Linked DNA regions of Rattus norvegicus: region 1 is linked to region 2. Evidence: chromatin contacts called from public Hi-C data. All regions are on one chromosome and are shown on one strand. The core of a region is the stretch at or near the end of the contact, and the rest is flanking DNA. Distances in the headings are between cores, read along the strand shown.

What was found. A called contact is a pair of places that touch in the nucleus more often than the background predicts.
Region 1: a contact with region 2 is called in a Hi-C map of hepatocytes, with 1.8 times the contacts expected there. The contact joins the enhancer-like site here to the promoter of Hdac11 in region 2. A contact is called at or near these places in 12 of 12 Hi-C or Micro-C datasets (the A7r5 cell line, the Rat2 cell line, Schwann cells and 7 more) and 1 of 1 datasets of contacts at active chromatin or transcription factors (oligodendrocytes).

Annotation. Positions count from the first base shown.
Region 1 is chr4:125,333,376-125,340,895 of GRCr8, reverse strand. No RefSeq gene overlaps it. Among named protein-coding and RNA genes, the nearest start is that of Fbln2, 75 kb to the right of the region's middle. Within about 2 kb of position 1,760, at least 3 of the 93 cell types and tissues checked have an H3K27ac peak or open chromatin away from gene starts, as enhancers often do. A contact at or near this core is called in hepatocytes and liver, where this site is marked.
Region 2 is chr4:125,204,290-125,211,445 of GRCr8, reverse strand. It overlaps Hdac11 (histone deacetylase 11), which reads right to left and starts at 4,118. Exons shown (of 10, transcript NM_001106610.2): 1 at 4,047-4,118; 2 at 3,345-3,493; 3 at 1,650-1,750. The coding sequence starts at 4,048. LOC134486816 (a long non-coding RNA gene) reads left to right here and starts at 4,173. Exons shown (of 3, transcript XR_010066213.1): 1 at 4,173-4,431; 2 at 4,561-4,738.

The sequences.
Region 1 (7,520 bases), core at 511-3,010, 130 kb before region 2:
GTAGATGGGTGGGTGGGAAAGTGTCAGAGAGATAGGAATGGGTGTGTGAATGCAGAAATAGAAGATTTTCCAAGGTAGTCTACCCCTTTCTGAGAAACTAGAGCTTGGGAAAAGCCCTTACTCAGCCAGGGCTACCTTCCTCCTCCAGTCAGACTACAGGCAGAGAAAGTCCCAGCCCACAGACTTGCCTGTCTCTCCCAGTCACAAGCATTTTGGTGTAGCCCTGCGAATGTTTGTGGGAAGTAATGCCTGGGGCTCTGAAGCCAAGAAACCCAATTCCTTCCATTGCTCCTCATTCACAGAGATGTCTCTCACCTGACTGACCGCTCTAAAGCACACCTGATGACATCTGCATTGTCTCAAAGGTCTTAACTGCAGACTCAAGGGTGGAGGTAACAATCTCCTCTCTCTCCCAGGGGGCTCTACACCTTAGGTAATAAAACCCAAGGGCATGTTTGTTTTTTGTAAAACAAGGTCTGAGCTCCTGAGTGCCCAGTACCCAGTGATGTCTTCCCCCTCTAACCATGTGAAGCTTGTGATGTCATAACTGACTTTATGTCCAGTTCCTTCCCCTTCACAGGTTTCCTACCAGTGACAAGGCCACTCCATGGCTTCAGACCATCTCCATCTTAGCTTAGTTGTTATCTCCCAGTCTTAAATACAGAGGCAGTTTGACCTTTCCTGGGACGGGGACAGCCCAGTGACAGCCTCAGTGCCAGAGTGGGGCCCCAGATCTCCTCTTCCCCAAGGTGCCTTACCAGCCTGGGCTTTAGTCCCCTACCTACCAGAAGTTTCCAAAGACTCAATCCTATGCCTCATCCTCCATCCCCAGTGGATCACTGACAGAACCACATGTGTATAATGTTTTAGAGTGAGACTGAGGTCTGTAGACGGGCTTGCCCCAGGCTCTCCCAGCACACCAAAAGAAGACTAATTGCAGTCATCAGTACACCCCTGTGTTCCTGGGCAGAACACAGTAGATTCTACGTGAGGACTCCCACTCTAACCCATGAGTCACGTGGCCTCTGTTTATGGCCTCTCAGGAGGGCTGAGTTTACCTAGACATAAATGGGGGAAAGTAAAAGGACTCAGAGTCATGCAAGTATCATGAAAACAAAATGAGGTCACCCGTGTGGGGCTCAAAAGATAGCAGCACCCCAACCTCTGCTGAGCACCTGCCCCATATCCCTCTTAAATTTCTTCCCGTTATACAGCTGGGGAAACTGAGACTCAGAGAGAGACATGCTGCTCTCCTGCCCTCAAACTGTCATCATGAGTTCTGTTGAGTAAGAGTGCCCACCTGCTGACCTACTCCTAAGCCCACACTCATCCCCCCATCCTTCTTCCTAGGAACCAGTCCTGCCTGCAAGCAGCCATAGGGGAGGCGGGCTTCCCTGCTTTCTCTGCGTGAGAGATGACAGGCAATGCCCACTCTGATCTTTCCTTGTTACTCAGATTCTCAATGGTATTGTGCCATGATGACTACCTCCTGGGGGCAGGACAGGGACTCTAAAGCTGGGTCACATGGCAGACCTGGGATGTCTATGCTGAAAGAACCAAGTTGCCTAGCTTAGAGAGGAGGGTAGGAAGCTGGATTTGGGTGGAGGACTCAAGGCCGTAAATAAGGAGAGCGGGTATACTGATTTCCATGGACTTCTTGCTGTGCAGAAGCTAGCCTGTGGGTCGATGTGCTGGGATGTGGGGCAGGAAGACACAGGGACTTGGTTGCTGCCAAGAGGTATTGATTCCAGGCACTAGGCACTGTGCTGGGACCCAGCCAAGAGATGAGGTCATGAAGGACAGGACGGTGACTCCGGGGGCGGTGGTGTCCCAGCCGATGACGTGATTGCCAGCCATAAGGAGTCTGCCTGGAAGACAGCCTCTCTCCTTTCTTCTCCTTGGTGGCCTCCTCATGCCAGCATGGGAGGAGGCCCATTGGGTCTGATGTGCCTTCCAATGTGCTGCATGACCCTGGGCTGGTCATTACCTCTGTGAGTTTCTAGGGGTAACTCACAGCTCCAAAAATACCTCTGGTATTGATTTTGAGCAGTTGCCACCTATGGCTATCGACAGTGCCCAACTGCCACACATAGCTGCCTCAGTTTCCCCACCTGGTAACTTAGGTACTGGGGGGCAGCCTTCCTCCAATCTCCATCTTGACTGTCTCCGTGTGGACGGTTAGAGTCTGGCTGTGCCACAGAGGGGCTATGAGGTATGAGGTTAGTTGCTTTTCTGCTCTGTGCCTAGCTTCCCACCACCATGAGGCCAGTTCAGAACTTCTCTGCAGCACAGGGCCTGACACTGGGCAGAACCTGAGAGAGAGGAGTGGGTGGCTGAGTATACTGGGATACCGTCCTGTCCTGTGTCCTGTAGGCTCCAATTTGTCCTTCTAAGTCCAAGCTTTAAGGCTCCATTTCCTGAGCCTAAGTTTCAAGTGGGGACAGTATTGCTGGGAAACTGAAGGGAGGCTGCTCAGGGTAAAGTTTGATGCTGGGGTGTGGCACACAAGGGCGCTGTTTTCTTAGTTGTTGTGAGCATCCAGGCAGACCCCTTGCTCTGCTAAATCAGAGCAATGTGGTTCCCATCCTCAAGAGTGTGGGTACCGCATCAATACAGGAAAGCACTGGAGACCAACTCTAGGGCCACGTGACTAGAGCAATGGGCCAGCAACCGTGAGCTCCAGGCCCTCTCTCAGCTACAAAACCACAAAGCCATGAGCCTCCTTAACTCCCTGTCTAACTTCACTCAGGGACGAAAGTCGGCATCTGTCTATGATGCAGGATTTGGTCTGTTTTCCAAGGCATCTACGCGCCAGAGCGTTGCGTCTACGTTGCAGCACCAAGTACCCACATTTTGGGGATGGTATCTACAATACCATATACTGTATTACTGTATCGCTAGCTGGCATTTGCAATGATTTTTGGAGGTCTACAGTGCAGTGCTGGATCTCTACCATCTAAGCCAATGATTTTTGGAGGTCTTTGAGGCAAGAACAAAATCAACTGGGAAAAGATGAAGCCTGAATGGGAAATGTGGCTGCGAGGAAGCCAGTGGGCCTCAGGAGAGAGATGGGTGGCCTGGGAGGTCCATAGTGGCACTTCCACGGCCTTATGTCCCAGCAGCTCTCCTTTCTCCCAGTGTGTTCCCCCTTCTCAGCCTGCCTATAACTGACACATCAGGCTCAGCTGCTACAGGGTCTTTGCATGGCTGGGCTCTGGAACACTTTGATCAGAGGCTTGGTTGCCCCCTTTCATCTCACAGGTCTCTGATCAGGTGGTGCTTTCCCAGAAACTCTCTGGCCATGGCACCAGTGAGTCACTGACAAGCACCCTCTGCCATCACCCTACTTTATTTCCTGCTTGGGTTTGTGCCTAGAACCCACCCCAGTGTCTTACACGGAACCTGAACATAAGATTGGGAGCTGAACTCCCAGGCAGATAGCTATCCCCTCCCGTTCTCCCTGTTGACCCCATGGCAGCTGCTTCCTGACTCCAGGCAGAGCCTGCCCTCTGGAGTCTGTGTAGAGCAAGGCTCCATCCAAAGAGCAGGCATTCCTGGGCACCCCTCCTGTGCCCCTGGCAGGCTGCACATCAGGCATGTGTGAAGGCAAGTGGATTCCACGAGCAGAAGGAGAAGCCCATGGTGAGGGAGGAGGCTATCCAAGAGGATTGCCATCCCCAAAGGGGAGTCTCAAGGGTGCACAGGGCTCTGTTCCTCAGTCTGCATAGCTTGTTGTAGGGACCCTGGGACATGGAAGCTTGTCTGGGTCCATTCCTCAGGCCCTAAGACTGTGCTCCAACACAGTCAGCTGCAGGCTCCATTCCTGACCTCCACTTCAGAGAGCATTAGACCTTCAGTCTGGCATCCTGGAATGGTCTGTGATCGGCCCTCCACATACATGGATGTAAGCAAAAGCTGTATACCAGCTTCAGGAGCCTTTCTAAGGACATAACGGATACCTCCACTTGGCTCCTTTCCCTTCTGTCCTCCTTTGGCCTGCTAGATAGAATTAAGATACTCTGGCCAGGAACCTGGCAGCCATATTAGGTATCCCCCTTGGTTTGGTAGAACCAGGAGCTAGAAGGAAGCTGGTCCCTTTTTCCAGCCTATATTACCAACTAGAAGATTTACATATGAAAAAGTTAGACTTCCCTGTCATGTTTAAGCCAATGGGGTTTCTTTCACAGCCTAACAATCCATTGCATGGAGGGTTCCAAGTTAGATGTTGTATTGTATGTTAGACTCAGGGCAGAGCCAGCCACCTTATCCTACCTTATCCTGTTCTGTCCAATTACAAGGACCTGTCCTCCAAGGTTTCCTTGGCCAGTCCCTCCTCCTTCCTGCTCATCATGTCCCTGTGGCCATCACAAGGCCTAGGGTCAGCTACAGGAATGGTAAGCCTGAGCAAGGCTCTGTCTGCCCCTCCCCTTTGTCCTCTGTGTCTCATTGGCTAAGTCACCGACTCAGATTCTATCAAGGATGGACTCTCCTGGCTCCTGATCCACTCTCCAGTAGAATTTCAGGACAAGGACCATCAGGGTGCCCTCTTCTTACCAAATGGTCACCTAGTGGCTGCTTGGACACCACAGGGGATCAGTTACTTGCTGTGATTTAGTCATTGCTACTGAGCTGGAACAAGGAAGCTGATTTGTAGTCCAGGGCTGGAATCAGCCTCCTGCCCTGGGGTCTGGGTCCAGATCTGGCCCCATTCCATCACCATCCCAGACCAAGATCAGAATCCCTTAAGGCTGGACCGCTCTTCTCTAGGCTCTGGACACCTGCTACTGTGACTTCTGCATCCCAGAAGTGAGGTCCATCTCCATTTGAGGAGTTCTAAAGCTGGGGGATGATTTCAGAGGCTCCTTTGCTCCCCCCAAACAAAGAAGAGGATTAAATCAGAAGCCTGGCTATGCCCACACACAACATGGCAGGCTCCTCACCACTCGCCTGCTTTATTTCCTCACCAGGCTCTCACGGACTCCAGCTGGTTTACAGGGAAGGACACCAAAGCCTGGGAAAGCATAGAGGGGCAGCTGCCCAGCCTGGCTCTTCCTCCATCCCACCCCTGCACCTCGGCCTGCCCAGTGCTGTCCTGGTCGGTCGGGACAAGACTCCGACTTGCAGAAGAGATTAGGACTAAGGAGAAAGAACGCTGTCCTGGCCCCGCGCATGCCCTGAGTATTTAAATTCTTTTTCATAATTATCTCAGATAGTAATTACTGCAGAAGCAGATGTGCTTATCGCAGACAAGAAGCCACCTGCCTTCCCATTTTTGTCAAAAGTGGAAACTGACATTATTTTTGCGATTTGCTTCAATGGCTGTTTTCACTGTAAATAGCACCTTCACAAGGAGAGCAACCCTGGAGAGGTAGGGGGTGCCCAAGACTCAGGGCCATTACACCAATCCAGCTGTGGGCATTGCTCAAGGGCTTGAGGAGAGAGGAATATACTGCCACAAAAAGTACAGCTGAGGTTCACTCCCAGGGAGAGGCAGGCACCCCTCCCCCACTGCACTTCCCTCCCCCCACTGCACCTCCCCTCCCCCACCCCAGGGCTTCAACCCTCTGGATTCACCCACCCACCGCAAGCATCAGTGTCCTAGACCTTGAAAGAATAGGCTCCCATGAGAAGTTCTCATGACCTCTCAGGAGGACGCCCGTCCAAGGACTAGGCACTCAAAGTTCTCTCCTCTCTCATAGCCTAACTCAGGGGCCTTCAGTATCGAGAACAAGGGACAACCTGAGAACCCTCCATCCAGAAAAGGTCCTGCAACCGAGCAGAGTAATTGACCTTCAAGAATCAGATGGGAATCCCAGGCCTGGATCTGCCTCTCTGGTCCCCAGTGTCCCCTCTGTCAAACGGACAGTCCCAGAGGATCTTGACCACCTCTTTCCTAAGAAGAACCAGGCGAATAAACCATCCTTCCTGGAAAACTTTTGGCATGTACACCTGAACACGGGTCTCTTTCCCTCTCAGCCCCAAGTCACAAATGGCTTTGCTATTGTAGTTGTTGAGAACTACAATTTACCGTGCTGGGTACCTGGCAGGCATTGCTCATTGGGTCATGTATCTTGCCCCCAAATCCCACACTATGGGTCCATTCTCGGTCCTCCTTTTCACTTGGGGAAGCAGACTTGGGGTGTGCGAGTTGTCCACAGCCTCACTCGGATCTGCTAAAGCACTTAATATTCTGTTCCTGAAGATGGACATCTGATTCCCAGGCGGAGGCACCGAGGTTCCGAGAGATAAACCCCGGGTTGAAGGGTGTAGAGACCCAAGCTTGAGCGCAGAGGAACTGGAAGGAAGCCCTGAGAGGTTCTGCCTGGCTTCTGGGCGTGCCACCTGTCCCTCCTTACAGCTGCGTTCTGCTGCCCCCGTGTGGCCAGAAAGGTCGACCAGGCTTTGAGCTGTGAAACCTCAGGATTTGTTTGCAGGAGTGTTGGTGGAAAAGCCAGACGTGGTCAGAAGGCAGGAGTGTATGGGTAAAGAGTGAAAGCACAGCCCGCCCGGGAGTCCTTCTCAGTTGCCATTGACTCCCTGTAGGCAAGCCACTTCCTATCCTTTGTCATAGCAGATCTGTCTGGGACCGTCTTCCCTGGCTTTATCTCTTTCCAGCAGGGTCCCCCAGCCCTACCCATTGTTCCTCTTCATAGCTGTCACCATTTAAAGTCATGATGTGGATGTATTGATTGTCCTTGTGCAGAAATCTTCAAGCCTGTTTTCCTAGGGTCAGGCAACGAGTCACAAGCCCCGCATTATAAGCCCTCGCCTGCCGCGGGATACTGCCCGCTACTAGGCCTGTACTCTGGTGGGCAGCCTTCGCAGACGCAGGAGGACAACCTCGTGCACAAGGACCGAGGGTCTGCTGGGATGAAGAGGATGACCTGGCTCTGACTTTGCCTCCCAAATCAACCTGGTGAAGCCTCTCATTGGTCTTGTCTTCCCACAAGGAGAAAAGCTTAGTCTAAATGACTTCTGGGTCTCACAAGCGCCTCCTTACGGTGTCACCTGCTTCTCAGCGACCTGTGTCTCCATTGAGGCCCCACATCGCCCAACCCACTAGTCAATCTCACTGTGATAGTCAGGGAACTGTGCACATCTGGGAGTGCTCCAGGTTTCCCTGTCGCAACCCGGTGAATCGCAGTAATCTCATCTCACAAGGCAGGAAACCCAGACACGGAGAAGTCAAGGGACTCGCCTAGGTCTCACAGCTGGGAAAGGGAAGAACCGAGATCCGACCCCTGCGGGGCGGGCTATGGCGGTGGGCTGCAGGGTCTCTGTCCTGCTCTGTACTCAAACCCTTAGCGCTCCAGTCCTGCGTTCTAGAGCGAAGACCGGCAGTCAGCAGGGCTCAGAGTTTGTGACCTCCGGATAAAAAGGCCTGCACCTGCACTCTCCGCGGACCAGCACCTAGCGTCCGGGCGCTGCACTGACGGACCGCGACGCTCGCAGCGCCTCCTGGTGGCGTCCCGCACCTTCGGCGGCGGCGGCTTTGGCATACTCCCTAGCTGCGCTGGCCA
Region 2 (7,156 bases), core at 2,869-5,368:
TTATGTTGATATAGCTGAGCCACCCCACCCCCACCTCCACCCCACTACCCCCCCCAAACCCCCACCCCATCTCTGCTCTTATTTCCTATTTGGGAATCACAGACTATGCTGCTTCCATAGTCTTTGGGACCCCTGCTCTGTAAGTTTCCCATGAGGTTTTATAAATGGGTGGAATCCTAGTAACTATCCCCCCAGCCTCTGCCTCATCCAGGCCCCACTCTGTTTTGGTCTCTCCCTGTCCAAACTCAGAGCATCTTACCCCTGCCTTCCCCTCCCACCTCTGACTCCTGGCCAGGCTTTGGGCTGTGGACTAATCATGCATGTCTGGGCCCCAGGAAACCAGGGCAGCCAGGCACTGGGCATCTAGCCAACACCTCACACCTCTCTCCTGGGAGCCAGCGTCTTCCTGGCAATCTTTCCCAAGCTCACACTGCCATGGCCTATCTAGAATTCTCACAGCTCAGGCCATGGCTGGAGGGAAAAGAGGCAACAGCTGTGGCCCTAGTCCTGAATAGAGGCCCACAAGGGCCCTCCCCATGTTTAACAGCACCCTGCCCAAGTGATTTGAGGAGGCACAGACTACTCCTGAGCCAAGGTCTTTCCAGACAGAGTGAAGCAGCCTGTTGACTTCTGCCATCTGTAGAGTCCTGAAGCCATGGGCTCTGACAGGAAACTTGGGAACCAGAACTCTCATTCTCTGAGGTAGAGACTCAATGGCACCCTGATGCAGTTCCAGCCAGGGCAAACTAGCAACCATGCCCACCCCCCCACTCCCAACCTGTCACATAAAGGATATATTAAAGACCTTGACTTCCAATAGGAGTTTACAATCTCCTGTGCGAAGAGGCCACGGGCAGACAGTGGTAGCCCAGTGTGGCCTACAGTTGGGATTTAAAAGCTTACCATTAACACATTCAGAATCAGGGTGGGGCTAGGGCTGGAGCTCAGTGGTGGGGTGCTTGCCTAACATGCTAAGTCCCAGTAATCATAAAAACTAAAAACAAAAAACACCCCCCAGAAAATCACAAAGCAAAAAAAAAAATAGAAAAAAAGGAAGAAATCTGAGAATATCATTTAATAAGCAGCATTCTGGCTTCTCTTGAAAAAGCAGGTCCTGTAATCATGTTGGGTCCAGCAGTGCGGCAACCAACCACATGACCCACATGGGAGGGGAAGATCTTCTGCAGTCCATCCCAGACACCTCTATCTGCCCCCACCACCATCTTTATGTTCCCTCCCGAGCCCTGGGGGCATTTCAAAGCCATTTTAGCCCAAGAGTTTTCATTTATAAGGAGGTCTTGGAATATCGTCTCTGGCCACTCCAGAAACAGGACAGAATAAAGTGGCCTTGTGGACAGGACAAGGGCCAATGTCTCCCTCCCACTAAAGCGATGCCAGCAGCGGCCTTTGAGCCCTGTCCAGAGCATAGGCTGAAAGTCACTAATATGCCCAAACCTCTAAGGGGTTCTGTCTGCACACCCCGTCTGCATATACCCTGACAATGGGGAGCTGACTACCCACAGAGATATCTTATGGCCCCCTCCTTATCTTAAGAACCTCCCCTGTGCTGGGGACAGGACCCCTAAAGCTGAGCTTCTCCCCCTCCAGCCACTGCTTCTCACCACAGCCCGAAGATCCTGGTACTGTACCTTCAGCTCGTTGAGATAGCGCCTTGTGTGCACCACCAGCAGGTCCTCCTCCGAGGCCTCCCTCGCCTCCACCAGCATGCCATCAGACAGCAGCTTCTCTTCTGGAACCACAGAGGAAGACCCTGCTGCCTTCCCAGCTCTCAAAGCAGGTCCAGCCTCTAGACCCTCCTCCCTCAGGCTGCAGGCTAGCCCCTGGCAGCCCCTCAGCACACAGTGAACTTGTGGGTTGAGAACGGCTGCCTCCCTAGGCCAGTGTGGGGCACTCGAAACACACAGCCATTTCTCTATTTTCTGTGCTGCTGACGGCCACCAGGTGAACTCAGGTACAGATGGATGACTTCCAGAAGCAGACAGCACAAACAACAGGATTGTTCTCAAGGTAGAAAAAGCTCTTCAGCGCAACTCTCCCTCCACAGGTGGCTCGGGACAATGTGGCCTTTCCTCTGCCTGAGCCTTGAGCATGCCCCTTGCTAACCAAAGGAGAGCAGTGGCTCACAGGCAGCAGAAGCCAGAGCTGCGCAACTGCTGTTTTCAGAGCGCTATCTTCCTGCTGCAACCTTCTATTTATGGCAAGTGAAACTGCCTTTTCCCATTTTGAGGACATGTGTTTCCTTTTAAAACAAAGTTAAGTTTTTGAAAAATCTCAAAGCATCTTAAAATATGCAGTAAACAGAGGAGTAGGTGGTATAGGGGACACCAGGGTGTCTGAGTGGCTTGCAGGGACAGGTTTCTGTATATGGCTACCAAAGATTCATTTTGCAAAAGAAACTGAGGCTGAGAGACCAGACACTTCCCCCAAAGTCCGGTGAGACTGGGCCATGATGCTCTGGTTCTAGAGAAATCAGAATCTAAGGTCTACTGTCAATGAGTCATGCTCAGAAACCAACCAGTCCCATCCACATCTATACAGAGATCCAGGCAGGGGCTTCCTCCCACAGTGTCCCATGGCCTCTGACACCTCCAGACTCAGTCAGCTCCCTTCCTACCTGGGCGCCCAAGGAGCCTGCCCTGTGGTCCTACCTCCCATCCTTCCTCATCCTCAAAGGGACTGGCTGCTCACTCCCAGCTGAGGGGGATGAAGAGCCCTTCTGCTGTGCCACGGAAAGAGGCAGGAGCCCAGGTCAGGGCAGAGAGCACCAGCAGGAAAACATTTGTGCAGGCAACAGACGTGCAAGGCTAGTATCCCAGGCTTACAATAACACCATGCGTCACCTGTGTGCTTTCTAGTCCGTGATTTCCTTTGGATGTTCAGGTCGGTCCCTACAGCGGAGGGAAAAGCTGTACCACTTGCTGTAGATAGGAGGTCACCAGAGGAACAAAAACAAGCCCAACAGAAACAGCTGTGTTATAATGTCTAATTTGATCCTATTTTCTGCACAACGCAGAGCTAGGAGCTTGCTCTAGATTTTTAGGGGGGGAGACAGGGACTAGATCTAACTGGTGGGAATACAAGACAGGGCCCTTCTTGCTTGGCAGCCTGTCTGGAAAGACCCTTTAACAGCAGGGCAGAGGCAGTCTGGGGGCTGAAAGCAGATAAGAATGTGATGAATACAGGGATGGAGGAGGCAGATGCAGGACCGAGGGGGGTGATGAGGACCTGAAGAAGGAAAAAATGGAGAAGGTAGATACAAGTCTGAGGAGGTGGTGAGAACAGGGAAATGGAGGAAGTGGATGCCAGTCTTGGGGGGCTCTTACCTTTCAGGAAGTTGATCACCTTGCCCCATTTCCCAGCATCAAAGGGGTGCAGCTTCTCTAGGCCCATGAAGGTGATGTTGTAACGTGGAGAGTACACGATGGGCCAGCGTTTCTCTGGTACATGCTGGTACAGCTGTGTTGCGTGAGGCCTTCAACGTGCAGAAGAGACGCAGATATAGACAACAGCTTCCTTGTGGAAAGAGTCTCCCCCTCCCCACTCACACCAGGTCACTTAACAACCAACAGGAATGAAAACAGCTCCTTCCTGAACCCTGGCTGGCTTTGACTAAACCAGCTTCCAACACAGTCCTCACAGCAGCTCTGGGAACCAGGTGTGCCCAAGGTCACATGCCAGTGCCAGGTGTATTCAGGAGTTACTGGCGCCAAGGCCCAAGGCCTGTACGGGGGAAGGCGGGGTGTAGGGTGTAGAGGGCTGGAATGTGGCTGTCACACGAGTTAGCTCACGCATCTGTGTTGCTGGGAACAAAACGCGCAGGGGGTGGGGTGGGGGAAGTAGTGCGTAGACCGCGATTGCAGGAGGCTGTGCCCTCGTCGCAGCCCTGCAGCCCACCGCGGTGCCCTGCGGAAGGGAGACCCACCGTTCACCCGCACGGTCACCCTGCCCTCCTCCTACTGTCCCGCCGTGCCCACGGGGATCCCCAGAACCCATGCTTGGTCCCACGCGCGAACCCGCACACTCACATCCCGCAGCCGGCCCTGCCTGCTCTGGACACCACTCCGCACGGGGAGGGTTGGGAGGGGTGTAGCGGGGAGGGCCTACGCAGAACACGCCTCCATAGCGCTGGGAGCTGGGGGTGGAGTTCTGGCCTGCGGCTGCGTCACAGACAACCGGACCGCGCCGGCCAAGGAGACGCACCCAATGGAGTGCCGCCTGGGGGGCGTGGTTATGCGCAGCTCCGCCCTTATTCCCAGGGTAGAAATAGATACTTGCTTAGTTGATGAGTTCTTTGGCTTCCCTGCACTGTGTGGTGGTGAGATGTCTGTTCTGGGCCTATCAGCCCTGCTATATGTTCTTTCCTGGAGTGCAGCCTTCCATTCCTGTACTATCTGTGGCCATTTCACCATGGTATAAGCACTTCCCACTTAATCATAAAATGCCCTGAACCTGTTTCCCTATTGTAGATCAGGTCTGGTCCAGTCGTGTATAACTGAACATTTCTCCTGTCTCTATTCCCCTATACCCTGAACCTGGAAGCTGACCGACAGCTGGGGCTGTCTGTAATGGCTGGAGCCTGGGAGGCCCCAACAATGGAGGTCAGAAGAAGAGACAATGGACCTCTGTTGGTCCAGCTGTCCTCATCAACCAAACAGGAGCAGCTGACCAGAGGAGCAGCTAGGGACTAACATGGCAGCTGGGAGCCCAGGAGCCACAGGTTCGTGTGAAGGGAACCCGCAACATTTGTTGTTTTGATTTTTGGGGCATGAGGCACATGCCACAATGCATATGTGAAGATCCGGAAGTCAGCTCTGGTCGGACAAGTTTTCCCCTCCACCTTTGTGTAAGTTCCAAGGATTGAACTCAGTCTCTCTGGCATGAGCACCAACAGCATGTATTTGCCAGCCAAGTCCTAATGTGGGCTGACAGTTTGGAAGAATGCCTCTGATGTGTCTACTGTTAGATAATTTTCAGAAAACAGGATATAGATTTTCAAAGATGAGATGGGGAAAAAATTGTCTGTAGGAGTGTGAGGTCAGTCAGGAATTACTACCAGCCATGGGTAGTGGGGCTGATCTGGAGAAGACACTGCCTTCAGTTCAGGGGACAAAGGCAATTCATTGTTCTTAGAAGTTTGCGGGAGGGGGCTGGAGAGATGGCTCGGTGTTTAAGAGTACTGACTGCTCTTCCCGAGGTCCTGAGTTCAATTCCCAGCAACCACATGGTGGCTCACAACCATCCGTAATGAGATCTGATGCCCTCTTCTGGTGTGTCTGAAGATAGTGTACTTATATATAATAAATAAATAAATCTTAAAAAAAAAAAAAAAGAAGTTTGCGGGAGTTTCTACACCATGTGACCTAGCCTATGTGCTAGGAGTTACAGAGCTTGAACTGTAGTAAATCAGACAGTGGACTTATGAGTCAAAGCTGCTATGGGCTTGAGAGAAAGAAGGAGCAGCATTTGGTTATTACAAACTGGGAGGGGAGTCTTCCTGATTCCTCTGGTACAATGAGGAATTCAGCCTGTATTCAGCCCAGCCTGGGCCATCTGCCAGCACCCTGGACTTGGAAGGTTGAATCTATTTCCTGGACTTTCAGTGCTACATCTAGAGATGAATGAGGTGATGTTGACTGTGCACCTTCTGGGGAAGCTGAAAAACTCCAAAGATAACATCAGCTCTTACTGAGTGCCAGTCAGTAACATAGTGCTAAGTCAGTCCCCAAAGCCTCATTCACACTGAACTCTAAACAACCCTGGAAGGCAAAATTTTCCCCATTTTATACAAGAGAAACTGGGGCAAAATAATGAAGGCGAAGTCACTTTCCCAAATATCAAGGGTGTGGATAAATGCATAAAACTTAAGGCAAACACACAAGAGACACACAAACACATGAGGCTGGTCTCAGGAGACTCGCTCTGGAGGTTGGGAAGCTGCACAGGTAAGCATCAGGTTAGGAGAACGAGTCAGAGCATTCAGCACCTAGCAGCTGAGGCCCAAGAGAGCAAAGTTAGTCTAACAGCATGAGCTAGGTTTGGTTTTTGTGACTGAGGAAGGAGGTAGTCTGAGGAACACTGGAGACTGTGAATCTCTTCAGACTCTCACAGCAGGCTGAACCACCTGTCTGCAAGGTCACAGATGTGAGAACGAGCTGTGTGATTTGAGTGGTTCGACTTGAGGGCCTCTTTGTTATGGCAGTCTAGCACATCCGTTAAGACCCAGCAACAGGGCCAAAGCTGTGCATGCAGTAGACAGAGCAGAGAGCCTCAGCCAAACCCAAGGGCTAGTGGGAGAAACCAAGCATTTGCTTTTCAAAACACATATGGGTTTTTGCCTTTGTTTACGTCTATGTACCACGTATGTATGCAATGTCCACAGAAGCCAGGAAAGAGCATCAGATCCCCTGGAATTGGAGTTGTTAGCCACCATGTGGACGCTAGGAATTTAATGCCAGGCCTTCTGCAATAGCAGCAAGTGCTCTTAACCACCAAGTCATTTCTCCAGCTCTCAGGAGGGGCAGATCTTTTAAAAAGGACACAAAAATCATAAGTTCTACATGTATTATTGCAAAGTGTACAAGCTGAGGCTCCGAGGCCCAGGTTCACAGCAACCACAGAAGGCTGCTTCAAAGAGGTGGCTTTTCACTTTATAATGTCGTCGTCGTGATAGGACATGGACTTACTGAACATTGTATGTTTATTATTCTTTCCCTTTCACACCATTCACTTTACCTTTTAATTACAATGAGCAAGAAATGCAGGTGTAGCTCCATGGTAGAGTACTGGACTTAGCATGGGTTTGATACCATCAGCAACGTCAGCACCAGCACCACCGCCATCACCACCACCACAACTACCCCAATCTGAGTACAGAATTTTCTGTGCAATGTTTAGGGGGTAGGGGTTGCAGGGGCTCCCATACGGAGCTTTCTGACAGCTACCAAGCTCAAGCAAGTCTAAGCTGGTGGCACTGCTGATTGACAGCCTGCCCGCCCCAGACTGAACTGACAAGAAGAGAGCCAAATACACCTGAGGCAGGGAAGCAGGCTGCAGATCCTCAAGGAGCACACTGTTGCCTTAGCAACGTTGCCATAGCAACGGCAGCAACGATTGGCTCCTGGACATTGCAGCAGTT